Regions from separate parts of the Anas platyrhynchos genome. Here region 2 is linked to region 1. The links are chromatin contacts, called in public Hi-C maps. All regions are on one chromosome and are shown on one strand. The core of a region is the stretch at or near the end of the contact, and the rest is flanking DNA. Distances in the headings are between cores, read along the strand shown.

Region 1 (6,562 bases), core at 1,304-3,803:
TCTCAGTCTTGTCTCTGCTACCCTGTTGCTTCTAGTTATGTTCATTGATACATTCTAGATATTCTTCAACATGATTTTGTCGACATAATAAAAACATAGCTTATATTTGAGGATGTTTTATAACTGGCTACTGCTTCCAGCTAAAAGACTGACTCTCTTGCCCCTGTTTTGAAGGCCTAAAAAACATTTTAGATCCAAATGGTTTGGCACACAGCCCCACATTTTTGTTCTGTTGCGCATAGTGTTCTGGGTGGCAGAAAGAGAAACGGTGACTGGTAGAATTCTTTCCATCTAAATCTTTCTTTTTTCATGGTTTGCCCTTCTTGTTATTCTGCAGTCATGATTTCTGTTACAGTCTAGACTAGCTGTAATATATCTCAGTGGAAGTAATCCTTTTTAAAGTCCAATAATAAACTTAATAAATTAGCTTTGAGAGTACTCCTCTATGCATTTCTGGGATCTGCAAACACTCTTCTGCAAGTAGCATAAAAGAACTTCCCTGCTACATTTTCTCTACTGTTTATATCCTTTGGGTATTTGCCCAGCTCTTTGGTGAATACCTTAAAATAAAACTCACAAAACCTAGAAGACACTATACTGCAACATCTTTGGCTCAGTTTGCACCAACCATTAGGGGCATAAAGACCTATGAGGAATGAATTACGCTTCTGTACATATATTTCTATCAAAAAGAGAGTTTATACACTTGAAATTTCATGGAAGTCCTGCTGCTAGCTGGTCCATAGTGGCTTGTTTTAATGCCATCGATTTGGCTAGGCTTTGGATGCTTTGGCCTTTTGTAAGTTCTGCAGCACATAGTTCTGACTAAATTTGGATTCTAAAAGGGATCTGACGAGCAGACAAAATGGTTTTTCATATACCAGGCTCTGATATTTGAAACTTCTGGTATTTGAAACAAGCTTCTTAGATAATTTGAATAATTCTCTATGTATGATATCTTAATTTATGGTACCAACAAGTTTGAGTTTCTTTCATTGTGTAAAAACATTTTCCTTGGAGTTCCCTAGCAAACCGTAGATTTTGTTTCTGGCCCTTGAATTAATTTGCCTTTGATTCCTACCATGAGTAATGCTTTCTGCTGGGTGAGGAAGCTAGTGGACGTCAAGAGTTTGATTTTAAATACTTATGCTATCATTTTATATCTAGCACCTAATTTCCATTTTCTCTGATTTCTCCTTCATTAGTGCATGCAGGAGAAAGAAGGGTATTTCTTCAGGTGCAGGTAAATGTAGGAAGTAATGTTATAAAAGTAGAAAAGCCCTAGACATGGCTTCATGCAGTTAATGCCAGTTGCATAACAGCAGAGAGTTATGCTGCAGGATGATGGAGATCTGTGCAAGCCATGGACACTCACAGAGCCTACTGCACAGAAAAGCTATGATAATTTGTCCTCATGAAGGAAACAAAATCAAGTTTCAGTTTCTTTCTTTATCTTGCAGGCTAGTGTTTCATTGATTTTGTTGTTGTTGCTGCTGCTAACAGGGAAAAATGCATTATGATGAAGTAAGCACATAGCCACTGTCCAGGCCTTTGTACATCCATAGAATGCACCACACCTTCAAGAATAACTTTTGAAACTGTAGTAAACCATCACATGCCTATATCTAGATAACAGGACTGACAAGGATGTGTGTTTTGTCCCAGCTTGGAGTATTTTCTAGCATCCTTCCTAAAGACATACATTGTAAACATGAGGCTTATATTAATACCCTCAGAACAATGTGCCCTCCCTGCAGGTCCACATGCTTTCAGCTCTTTTAAGTTTTATCAGCTCCTTTGAAGCAAATATGCAAAAATGGATTTTGAAACTTAGATACTTAAAAACAGTTTAGGTAAGTAAAAATGGCTTGTGGGAGCAATTGAATAGGTTGTAAAATTGTCCCACTAATAGTAAAAAAAATAAATTGAAGGAATAAACTATTACAAAGAAAGACAGGACTTTTTAAAAACTCATGAATTTAATGTTTGCTTCTGCAAATTGTTAGCTAGAATTTGCCAAAAAATGAACAGCAGTGATTCTATACAAAATATTAACCTGGCAATGTAGACACACAGTCAGTTATGAGAAGAATGAATTGTGTGACATGGATTCACCTAAACTGATTCCTGGTGCGACTGTGGGGAGAAGTGCCCCCGCAGTTCATGCAGTACAGGCAAGTGAACCCTGCCCAGGTACGTGGCTTCTGAAGCACAGTACCTGAAGGGCCTGATGTGATCTATATTCAAATCAGTGAGAAGCTTTCCATATGAAGTATGTAAGATCACAACTGATTTACATTAAATGCTTAGTTGACATGCTTTGTTTCTCATTTTACCAGAAACTCCTTTTCTGGCAATGGCAAGGCAGGAAGTGGGTTCTGTAAAACATTGCTTAAAGATGAAGAAACTCCATGTCAGGCAAATGCATTCAGGCAGAACTCTGAATAAATCAGTACGGTGAGCAAGGCGGGAAGAATGGTTTCACGTACAGAGCTCCTGCACTGGGATATCCCCCCGGGACAACCCTAATCTCTACATGAACCGTTCTTTGTGGATAAGATGAAATATTTTTGGTGTTTAACATACCACTACTGCTAACATGTCTTTAAGGCATATGTGTAGTCTGAGCTGAGTCAAAGGCTTTGCCTTGCGCTGCTTCTGCTTGTTGTCTCTGTGCAACCTCAATATTGTGAGGATTAGGTATAAAAGCAGTTGAGGGATTGAACTGATATTGAGTTCTGTCACATGGTTGCACTGTTATATGACATGAAAGTCCATATATGCTACAAGAATTGGCCAAGAAATAAGGCATGAGGCATTCTTACCTATCTTGTTTATCTTAGTTATCTCATCTTGTTTCTCCTCTGTTATATAGGACATACACCACAAAACACTTTAGGAACAGGCAAGCTAAATTTTGGAACTGTGCTAAGGCAGAGTTTCTTCTAGTGGAAGATTTAGAAATTTTGAAGTCTGTCTACAATAAAGAATGGGGCAAAATGCTAGCATTTCAGAATTCTTCATGAAGAAAAAGGTTTAGTATTTTAATAATAAAAATATTTTCTTCTTACGGTGACATTTCAACCAGTTTTCTGCTTTCTCATGAAACAAAATGAAAGTGAAATTCATGTGTTTTCACAACATTTTGACTTCAGCAGGTCTGCATATTCAAATAAAACATGCTTCCAGTGCTATTTTTTTCCAACAAACTATATGGAATGACCTTTACTTCTCAGGTGGTTTAACCCAGCCCTACGACATTATGTGTTTTTCCTTTTTTATATCTAAATCTGAGTGAACTTTTATATATCACATTTTCCTATTACAGGCGCAGGGGCCAGGTTTCTCTGTAAGGAAGCCAAGGTCAGTTTTCACTTGCAGAGGCCTGTCAAGGTTGCATGGCTCAGTTTTCTACAAGAGGTCAAAATCCATCTGATGAAAAGCCTCATCTGCAAAGGGAGGTTGGCCACCCATCAGCGTCCAAGACCTGAGAGTCATGAAGCAATTGCAGCGGTCTCAGACTACATGCACAGACACATGGCATCTGCATCTACATTTCTTTATGGAGTTCCAGGCTGTCTGGTCAGTTTTTGTGCAAGTTCCAGCCCAAGGCACCTTGAAGCGGAGGGGATGATTTGGCTCTCCACCTGTCCATTTTCTGATCCTTGCACAGAGCAAAGTGTATCTTTGGCTCTTGTCTCCAGTCCCCACAGACCAGGCATCAGCCAGCTGGAAGCACAAGTAGAAACTCTGATATAACTCAAGTAGCAGGATTTTTAGGTTGTTATTAAACAGCTGTCCAAATACTTTGCAAGAGTTATTTAGAAGGATTCTTTCTCTCAGGTTATAGTGAAGATTTTCAGGCAGGTTCATAAACTCATGTTTTTATTTAAGAACAGGTTTCTTTTGAAATAATATTTAATTCTGTATTCTTGAGAAGAATTTGGGTTTATCGTTGTGAAGCTGTAAATGGGAAGTGAGTTTGGGTCATTATGTGGCATATTGTGGTTTATTTGGTAGAGATTGGCACAAAAGTTGCAAGTCCTATAAAGAGAAAACTTCATGCTGCTCCAAAATGTTACCTGTCCTTTAAAATGATGTAACAATTTTTATCTCTGCAAGGAAAGGTAATTATCCAAGGAAAATTCAGGCTCTTCAGTCAAGTCCTTCAGCCCCCAGCCATTTCGATGGCCCTCTGCTGAGTGCACTGCTATCAACCTTCTCCCCAGTCTTCATGCCATTTCAAGAGTGACAGCAAGCAGCCTTTCAGGGACACTGTCCAGCTCTCTCAATACCACTGGTACAGCCTGTCTGATCCCACAGACTTGTGTGGGTGACAGCTTTGCCTCGCCTTATGGTGAAGAGCGAGGCAAAGAAGGCGTGGAGCAGGCAATGGCCCAGCTGAAGTGCATCTACACCAATGCACACAGCATGAGTAACAAACATGAGGAGCTGGAAGCCATCGTGCAGCAGGCAGGCTATGACTTGGCTGCCATCACTGAAACATGGTGGGACCAGTCTCATGACTGGGGTGCTGCAATGACTGGCTATAGGCTCTTCAGAAGGGACAGGCAGCACAGAAGGGGTGGCGGTGTGGCTCTCTATATTAGAAAGTGTTTTGATGTTGTGGAACTCGAGGCTGAGACTGGGAATGATACGGTTGAGTTCCTATGTGTTGGGATCGGTGGGAAGGCCAACAACAAGGCAGGCATCCTGGTGGAGGTCTGTTACAGACTGCCAAACCAGGATTAGGAGATGGATGAGGAATTCTACTAGCAGCTGGCAAAAGTTGTGAAATCAGCTCTTGTCCTCATGGGGGACTTCAAATTCCCAGACATATCCTGGACATGAAATACATCTCAGAGGAAGCAGTCTAGGAGGTTTCTGGAGAGCATGGAAGATAGCTTCCTGACGCAGCTGGTTAGTGAGCCTACCAGGGGAGGTGCCCCGCTGGACCTTCTCTTCACAAACAGAGAAGGACTGGTGGGAGATGTGGTGGCTGGGAGATGTCTTGGGCAGAGTGACCACAAAATAGTAGAGTTCTCTATTCTTGGTGAAGTCAGGAGGGGGATCTGTAAAACTGCAGCCTTGGACTTCCAGAGGGCTGACTTTGAGCTGTTCAGGACACTGGTTGGCAGAGTCCCTTGGGAGGCGGTTCTGAAGGGCAGAGGAGTCCAGGAAGGCTGAGCACTCTTCAAGAAGGAAATCTTAATGGCTCAGGAGTGGTCTGTCCCCACGTGCCCAAAGATGAGCCGGCATGGAAGAAGACTGGCCTGGCTGAACCAGAGAGTTGTAGCTAGAGATTAGAAAAAAAAAAAAAAAAAAAAAGGTTTAAGATATTTGGAAAAGAGGGCAGGCCACTCAGAAGGATTATAAGGATGTTGTAAGGAAGTGTAGGGACAAAATTAGAAAGGCCAAAGCTCATTTGGAGCTCAGTCTGGCTACTGCTGTTAAAGATTACAGAAAATGTGACGCCCATCTACAAGAAGGGCTGGAGGGTAGACCCCAGGGTACTATAGGCTTGTCAGTTGTCCTCTGTGCCAGGGAATCTGATGGAGCAGATTATGTTGAGAGTCATCATGCGGCACTTGCAGGGCAAGCAGGCCTATAAGGAGCGGCTGAGGGAGCTGGGATTGTTCAGGCTGGAGAAAAGGAGGCTCAGGGGCGACCTTATTGCACTCTACAGGTACCTTAAAGGAGGCTGTAGAGAGGTGGAGGTTGGTCTATTCTCCCATGCTCCTGGCGACAGGATGAGGGGTAATGTGCTAAAGTTGCACCAGGGGAGCTTTAGGTTGGATATTAGGAAAAACTTCTTTACCGAAAGGGTTGTTAGGCATTGGAATAGGCTGCCCAGGGAAGTGGTTCAGTCACCATCCCTAGAGGTCCTTAAAAGGTGTTTAGGTTTAGAGCTTAGTGACACGGTCTAGTGGAGGACTTGTTAGTGTTAGGCCAGAGGTTGGACTTGGTGATCGTGGAGGTCTTTTCCAACCTGGATGATTCTGTGATTCTTCAGCCTTTTCCTACTGATGGAGCAGTAGGATCTCTCATTGTTATCCTTGATGTCCCTCATAAGTCTAAACTTCGGATGAGCTTTGGCTTTCCTAACACAATCCCTACATGTCCCAGGCAGTGTTCCTGCATTTCCATCATGTCTTTGGTAGTGAACGTTCAGCTGTGCATCTCCCCTTGGTGGCCCATGCAGTGCCAGTACCAAGTTATTTCTGACACCTTCCAGAAGTCTGGACTGCTCGTGCTCTGTCATTCTGCTCTTCCAGCAGATCTCGGGGAGGTTAAAGTCCTCCTTGAGAGCTGTGGCCTGCAATACAGAACCTTCAGGTTTATTTAAAGAAGACTTCATCTGCTTCCTAACCCCACTTAGGTGGTCCATAACAATTTCTCACCATGATGTCCCCTTTGCTAGCCTGCCCTCTGATCATGACCCACAAGCGCTTACCCAGACTGCCACCTGTCCCATAGGAGAGCCCCATCTTTTTTCAAAGCTGCTCCTTCACATGGGGGGCCTGCCCATCCCAGGGAGCTTCTCCATCTCCATCACAGCACT
Region 2 (6,936 bases), core at 1,093-3,592, 150 kb after region 1:
TTTCCAAGGTAATCATCATTTCCCTAGTATCTGTCCCTATAGACAATCTCCAAGTCCTATGATACTGATCTTACAAACAATTATTTTCTTTCCTGAACTCCTATAATAAATTTCATGCTTGATATTTCTGTTAGGACTCCTTGGCCTCCTCCTGACTTTTCTTCTTCTTTTTTTCCCAGATTGGGAAGGAGGGGAAAAAAATAAATGGAATTTTTGTTTGAATCTCACTTGGGACCATGCATTCTTGTAATGTCATTGCTAAACAAAACAGTGGCAAGAAAAGAAAGTGAATGGACTTTAAGAATTTCTACTGAACATTTTATGATGAATTAAATGTATGGCACCGTCTTAAGAAACACTCTGACCAAATGCTTGTTGTCAGAATGCACTGTTACAAAAAAAAACGAGATAGGACAGGGGAATATGTTCAATTTTTGCATGTCTACAAATACAGAGATAGCAACCTGCCAGACATGCCCCTGTAATGTAAATACTTACAATCGTCAGACAACTCAGAGGTTTCAGTACTGCTGATTGTGTTATTTATGCAGATTTATACAAAATTATGCACAACTTGTGTTATAATTTTGTTAGAGGAGACAAGGAAATAGTCTACTGTTCTGTATGCTTTTTTTTATGCACGTTCCCTTCACTGATGTGAGAGCAGTTTCATTCTTGCTCCAATGTAAATTGCTGGTCTAAATTGAAACATCCTCTGGTCTTTTTGCTCTCACATTGCTGCACATAAGGGTCCCCTGGAGAGGAACCGGGCAGTAAATGCTTTGTGCGCGCTCACACAGCTCCAAGCCTCCCTCCACGGCCCCCTTTACGCCACGAAAGCCGCCTCGCAGGCAGGAAAACCGCCTCACAGGCAGGCTCACGCGCTCACATTGCGTGCACGTTAGCTCAGGGAAGAGCTGGCGGATTTTTAACGCTTGCTATGAGGTCTCGATTCGGGGATCTCGGGAACTTTGAGAGACCTGCGTGGATGCATTTCGTGGCTGTATTTCCGATGTGGGGCTTCTCGCGCATCAACACAAGGATTTCGGTGCTGTAGACGCGTGCTACAGGCTGCGATTCGTAGCGCAGCTCTGGCGGTAACGCAAGCTGACATATTCGGTGCTTTGAGTGTTGAAAGCGCTGTGCAGATGTTAATTTAACTCATTACTTAACTCGCCACCGCTGAGGATATCGGGAAGGAATATCCCAAAAATGGTACGAGCTGTGCAAAACGGGGGAAATAACCACTGGCAGAGGCTAGGCCAGAGACATGATCAGGGTTATTAATTTATGCATTGGTGGCACGTGCAAAAGTAGCTGTGTTTGGGGGGTGTTTTGTTAAAGTGGCAAAAATTTTGAAGTCGGGAGACTGGACTTGGGGCTAGAAGGTTGTAATTCGAAGAGGTGCTTCTTCACCTGCTGTCATTACCTCGGCGTTAAACATTTTAGAAAAGGAAACCGTCAGGTTAAGATGAACAGCAACACGCACACATTCCACTTCACGAGAACCCCCCCAGCGTGTAAAAGCTTTATTCCCCAGCGTGTCTTTCGGGGAGGTGAGGAGAACGACACCCCCGCCTTCCGACGGGCGCACCGCGGGGGCTGCCTCCCCTCAGGGCTCCCCTCAGGGCTCCCCTCAGGGCTCCCCTCAGGGCTCCCCTCAGGGCTCCCCTCAGGGCTCCCCAGCGGCGTCCGCGAGGCGGCGACCGTTGGCGGCCGTTGAGCGGCGCCGCCCCGCACGTGCCCTCCCCTCGCCGACCGCCGCCGCCCCCGCCCCGCCGGTGCTGCGGCCGTGAGGCGAGGCCGTGAGGCGAGGCGAGGCGAGGCGGGGCGGGGCGGCGCTTGACGTCAGGCGGCCGCGGCGGAGCGGGCCGCAGGTGCATCCGTTTCCTCAGGGCTTGCAGCAGCCCCCCCCTCCCCTTCCCCTTCTTCTCTTCCCTTCCCCGCTTCGCCATCACCGCAGCGTCCCCGACGGGGCCGCGGCTCACCGCGGTGGGGGTGGAGCCGGCGGCGAGGCGGCAGCAGAGAGCCGCGACGGGGCGGGCGCGGGTCGCTAGGGGGAGGCACGGCACCGGGAGAGCGGCACGGAGGCGCCGCCGCTTCTCCCAGCCGCGGTTTTGCTTTCCGTTTCGGGGTGCCGCCTCTGCGTGGATACATTTTTTTAAATTTATTTATTAAATAATTATTTTTTTTATTATTATTTTCCTAGGGGGTGGGAGAGAGGGGAGGGGAGAGCCGCGGCGGGAGGACCGGGCGGCGGGGAGAGCGCCGAGGCAGCCCCGTCACGGGGAGGAGGAGGAGGAGGAGGAGGAGGAGAAGCCGGCGGAGCCTCGCCTCGCCTCGCCCAGCCCAGCCCTGCCCCAGCGCGCAGCCCCTCCGCCGCCCCTGGCCGCCGGAGGCACCGGCGGCCGGCCGCCCGCCCTCATGATGGCCTCAACCGCCACCTGCACCAGGTTCACCGACGAGTACCAGCTCTTCGAGGAGCTCGGGAAGTAAGCACGGGGAGACGGGGGGGTGGGTAAGGCGGCCGGGAGCCCCGGGGGGTGCCGTGGGGTTCGCCCCGCTCCTCCGCCGCCGTCGGTTGGGGGCTGCGGGGGCCGTTAACGGGCGGCGGGGGGCCGCCAGCGCCATGTTGGCGCCCGGCTGGGGCGGGGGGAGACGGGGGGGACTCGGGGGGTGGGGGGGGGACCGGGAGCTGCACCGGGATGGGGACGGGGACCGGCACCGGGCAGCCCCCGCTGTGCGGCGGCCCCGCCGGCTGTGGACGTGGCTGCCGCCCCGCCGCGCCGCTCCGACCCGAGTTTGCCGTTGTGGGGAATAAAATCGATATCAAGCGACGCCCCAAAACGCCTTCCTTCTCTGTCTCTTCTCATTTCTTTCTTATTTTTTTTTTTTATAAAAATTTTCGGCGTCGCACCGCTCGCTGAAATCGGCGAGAACGCTTCTGCCACCGTATCCGCAGGGAGCCCCCCTTTTCGGTGCCGCTGACACTTTGTCCGCTTCTTGGTTTGCAGAGGGGCGTTCTCGGTCGTCAGGAGATGTATGAAAATTACGACAGGACAAGAGTACGCTGCCAAAATCATCAACACCAAAAAGCTCTCGGCTAGGGGTGGGTATATTTTAACCGAGTGCTTACGGTGCCTCCTCCCTGTTTTGTGCGTTCTTGTGGGAAGCGCTAAAACCGAACCAAATCGTGATAATTAAAGTTATTAATTTTCATAACGTGCCTTTTTTCATCTCCTGTAAGACTGTGGCTTGGCTTTTAATATTAAACGTTTTGTGGATTGATGCTGGAGGTGTGTGGTTGTTGCTGTAGTGTTTAATGGAAAGCTGTACAAATTCTCAAGCAATTGAAAGTAATGCACTTCTTCCTTCTTTTTATATGTAAATAGCTTGAACATCAGTCTGGAAGCATTTTGCAGACTGATTTTTTTTTGGGGGGGAAATAATAAGTTTCCATTACAGCTTTTATTTTAAATGTATGTCAAAGCTCTACTGAATTCAGTGCCTCCATTGCATTTAAAAATGAAAATCAAGGCCTATCTGAATCCAGGAGGAAAAGTGTAATCTACTACCCTGTACTAAACTTCGAGATGAGATGCTATAGGAAGGAAACAACCATTTTATGAAATAACCCTTTGTGAACCCAACTCATTCTGCTTAAGTGGTACAATGTTTCACTGTTACAGCCCAACAGTAATGCCTGCTACACCACATGTTTGTACTTTCCCCATAACGTGTATGTTTCCTATATACTTTCAGTGTCAATGCATAAGTCTTTGTGATATACTCGGGGAGTTATATGTGTACTGTGGGTTGTTGCTGTTGAAAGCAAGCCTCAGTGGTGATATGTCGATTCCTTGTTAAATCCACATCAAAGTGATTGTACCAGGATGTCAGGGATTATGGATTATTCTCTGTTAACGTTATCTATGTTTTGATATGAATTTGTGGTGTGGTAAAGAACATGGAAGTGAATAAGCAAGCAGTGGCACTGTGTAAACCTATGTTTATGGTCTGGTTTGTTTTTGACACAAAGAAGTCACTGCAGGCAACAGCAGCCTGAATTAATTCATTAAATTTACACATAAAGTACCACCTATGATCCTGTGGCACGTGCTGGTAACAGCATGCGCAAGGGATCTTTCAGCATCACATCAATGCTCTCATTTTCAGCTGATGAAAGGGATGAGAAAACATGCTTTTTACCTTTTGCTGAATTTTAGTCTTCAGATTTTTCTGTTATTTTTCAAACTTAAATTGAGAATACTTCTTTGTAGAGTTTACAGGTTTAAAAGGAGAAAGGTTCAGAAAGTAGTGATATTTGACATCAGGTATTCTCAGAGTTTTGCTTGAACAAATTAACCTTTTTCTTTTGTCAGAACAATAACGTGATTTGTTGAATTTTGATGCTTAAAATATATCTCCGAGGTCTATATGACTTTATAGATCAAGGTGTCTTTCAACACGAAAAGCTGTAGCAAGATAAGCCCCAGATTATTCATGTGCCATAGTTTTTATGTCTAATGGGATAAAATATTGAAAGCTAGGCTAAATTAATATAAATGTTAAGTCTACCATTGAATTCATCATTTGGAATGTACTGCTTCTCAAGTTTCAGTTTTTGTACTTCTCTGACTGTTCAGGCAGGACGAAGTTGGTCCTTGGTGTAATCGATTCATGAGTGGAAGCAAGTTGGGGAGAATTTAGCTGATCAGATGGAATGAGGCACAACTCAAGCAGAGATTTTTCTACAGGTTTAACATGTAAGCCCGTAAAGTAAGGGGCTATACTTTAAAGATTGATAACTGGACTGCAAAATGTCATTTCTTCTCTTCACACATGTGATGCCAAGTCCATGAATACAGTGAATCCATTCCCATGTTTGTTTCACATATTTCTGGATTATTATTTTTTTTTTTAATATAATTATTCATTTACTTTGAGACATCTGCTAAGCACCTTTTGAAGAACAAGCTTTGTGCAGAGGTCTTCAGATTCCTACTAGGCAGTTCTTCAGTTGCAGAAGGTGATCACTTACAGTGCAAAAACTCCCAACATTAATAATCCTCTAACTGTGATACCTTGCCAGGGTTGGTAACAGCTTACAACTTACATTACGTTTCACATTTCACCTACTATCTAAATTGTAAGTTTCATTCTGTTTCCATATGAACTGCTTTATGATGAGGTAGCAGTTCATTTTCGTTTCATATTTCTTAGTTGAAATACAGATTATAATGTGAATATGAACAATTCATTGGGTGAGCTTCATCTGTGAACAGAGTTGGAGGTTCTTAGCTTGAAAATGTGCATCCCGTGTACAGGCCTGGTTCTATGTAACTCCTTGGAGCACAACGCCAAGTTTGAGCCTTCTTGCTTGCAAGATTGAAGAAAAGCCATTGCGATGTGTGATACAGGGGAGTCAAGACTAAGGAAAACTTCATGTGCTTATCATTAAATCATTAAAAATGATTTAATGGGAAAAAGCCCAGTCATAAAAATATATTTTTCCCTAACCAAGAAGGCTTCACCTCAGCCACAAATGTTCTTAGAGATCTATTTGTATCTTTCCCTCTAGTAGTCCTCCTAAACAGGAACTGAGCTCATCGTAGACTTATGCCAGTGAAGGTGTGTTCTCTTCTGTTTCCTTGCATAGCTACAGGGAAACTTCAGAGTGATTGCATGCAGAGGTGCAGGCTCTCGTTTTAATTTGGAGGGAAAAGGAAGCTATGCCACCCATTTTTGCAGAAGTAACTTCTGTGCTTTTAAATTGATGACCAGTTACTTACACCTGCTGTGCTCTGAGTTTTTCTTTACTGAGTCAACTTAAGTATTAAATTCATGTTACAAAATTAGCTGCTGATATTCTATCAATAGGGTATGTTCAAGATTGCATGATTTAATTATGCTGCTGATTTTAGGAAGTGTGTGGGGAAGTTACATAGCATACCCTTGTAAAATTAAGTGCAGTAGTGAGCAAGCACACAGAAAACTTGGAATAGGGTGAAGAATGTATGCTGGTTCTGGGTTTGTTATCATTTTGGCTGATGAAGTCATGGGAATTATCTCATGACTCAGTTTCTTAATTGTGTTGTTTTAGGCTGCTTTTTAATGTTTTTCTTGTGTAGAAAGCAATATAGATAAAAGTGAAATGTGAGGTGACTTTTCCCTGTGTGGACAAAATGCAAAATAATGCTCTTATTTTTATTATCTGTACACCTTTTATCTTTTTTTTTTTTTTTTTTTTTTTTTTGAGAGAGAGTCTTTTGGCTTTGATCCAAACAGATTTCATGAACAGACCCATTTTCTTAACATATTTGAATCTCTTCTTCTGACTGGAAAAAAAAATAATCCCAAAGTGTTTGTTTCTCTAATCAGACTTGAAAAGGTCAGTTACTAATGTATTTTGAGTGGCTGTAATTTTGCTACTGCTCGTATTCGGATTTGCTTTGTAGTGGCCAAAAGCCCCATGCCTTTGATGGCAATCTGATGGCATCTGTGAGAAGTGGGTGATTTTCTTTTCTAGGGTGCTTCTGTAAATACTGCTTAGACACACCTCTCCCAGCCCTTGGATGGCTGCAGCAGAAATGTGAGCCACTTTGTTGATGGACATCCGCATTAGTAAGAGCAATGTAGGAATCAGCCGGAGGTTATCCCTTTTTGTCCACTGCTCTCCTGATCTTTCAGGGACCAGTCTTTCCATTAGCTCCAGTGAGCTTTTGAGCTATAAGCCTTGGAGGCTTTGCTGGTTATTTATCTTCCTTCTTGGTAGGAAACTTCCCAAACTGTTTCAGCATCTTGTTAGTCAAAGAACAGAGTGTTTCTTTTAAGCTGGTGACTGCGTATGACCTCCTTTGTGACAATTTGTGACCAAAAAAAAGTGACAATTGCACTTCCTCGCAACAAGCTCTCATGGGTGAGGAGGCTGAAGAC

The links. A called contact is a pair of places that touch in the nucleus more often than the background predicts.
Region 2: a contact with region 1 is called in a Hi-C map of liver, with 1.9 times the contacts expected there. The contact joins the promoter of CAMK2D here to the enhancer-like site in region 1.

The regions. Positions count from the first base shown.
Region 1 is chr4:5,817,873-5,824,434 of IASCAAS_PekinDuck_T2T, forward strand. The region is part of intron 2 of ARSJ (arylsulfatase family member J); the gene reads left to right. Among named protein-coding and RNA genes, the nearest start is that of ARSJ, 27 kb to the left of the region's middle. Within about 2 kb of position 2,554, at least 2 of the 8 cell types and tissues checked have an H3K27ac peak or open chromatin away from gene starts, as enhancers often do.
Region 2 is chr4:5,972,225-5,979,160 of IASCAAS_PekinDuck_T2T, forward strand. CAMK2D (calcium/calmodulin dependent protein kinase II delta) reads left to right here and starts at 2,343. Exons shown (of 19, transcript XM_027456588.3): 1 at 2,343-2,492; 2 at 3,015-3,109. The coding sequence starts at 2,425. It also overlaps a transcript of ARSJ not described here.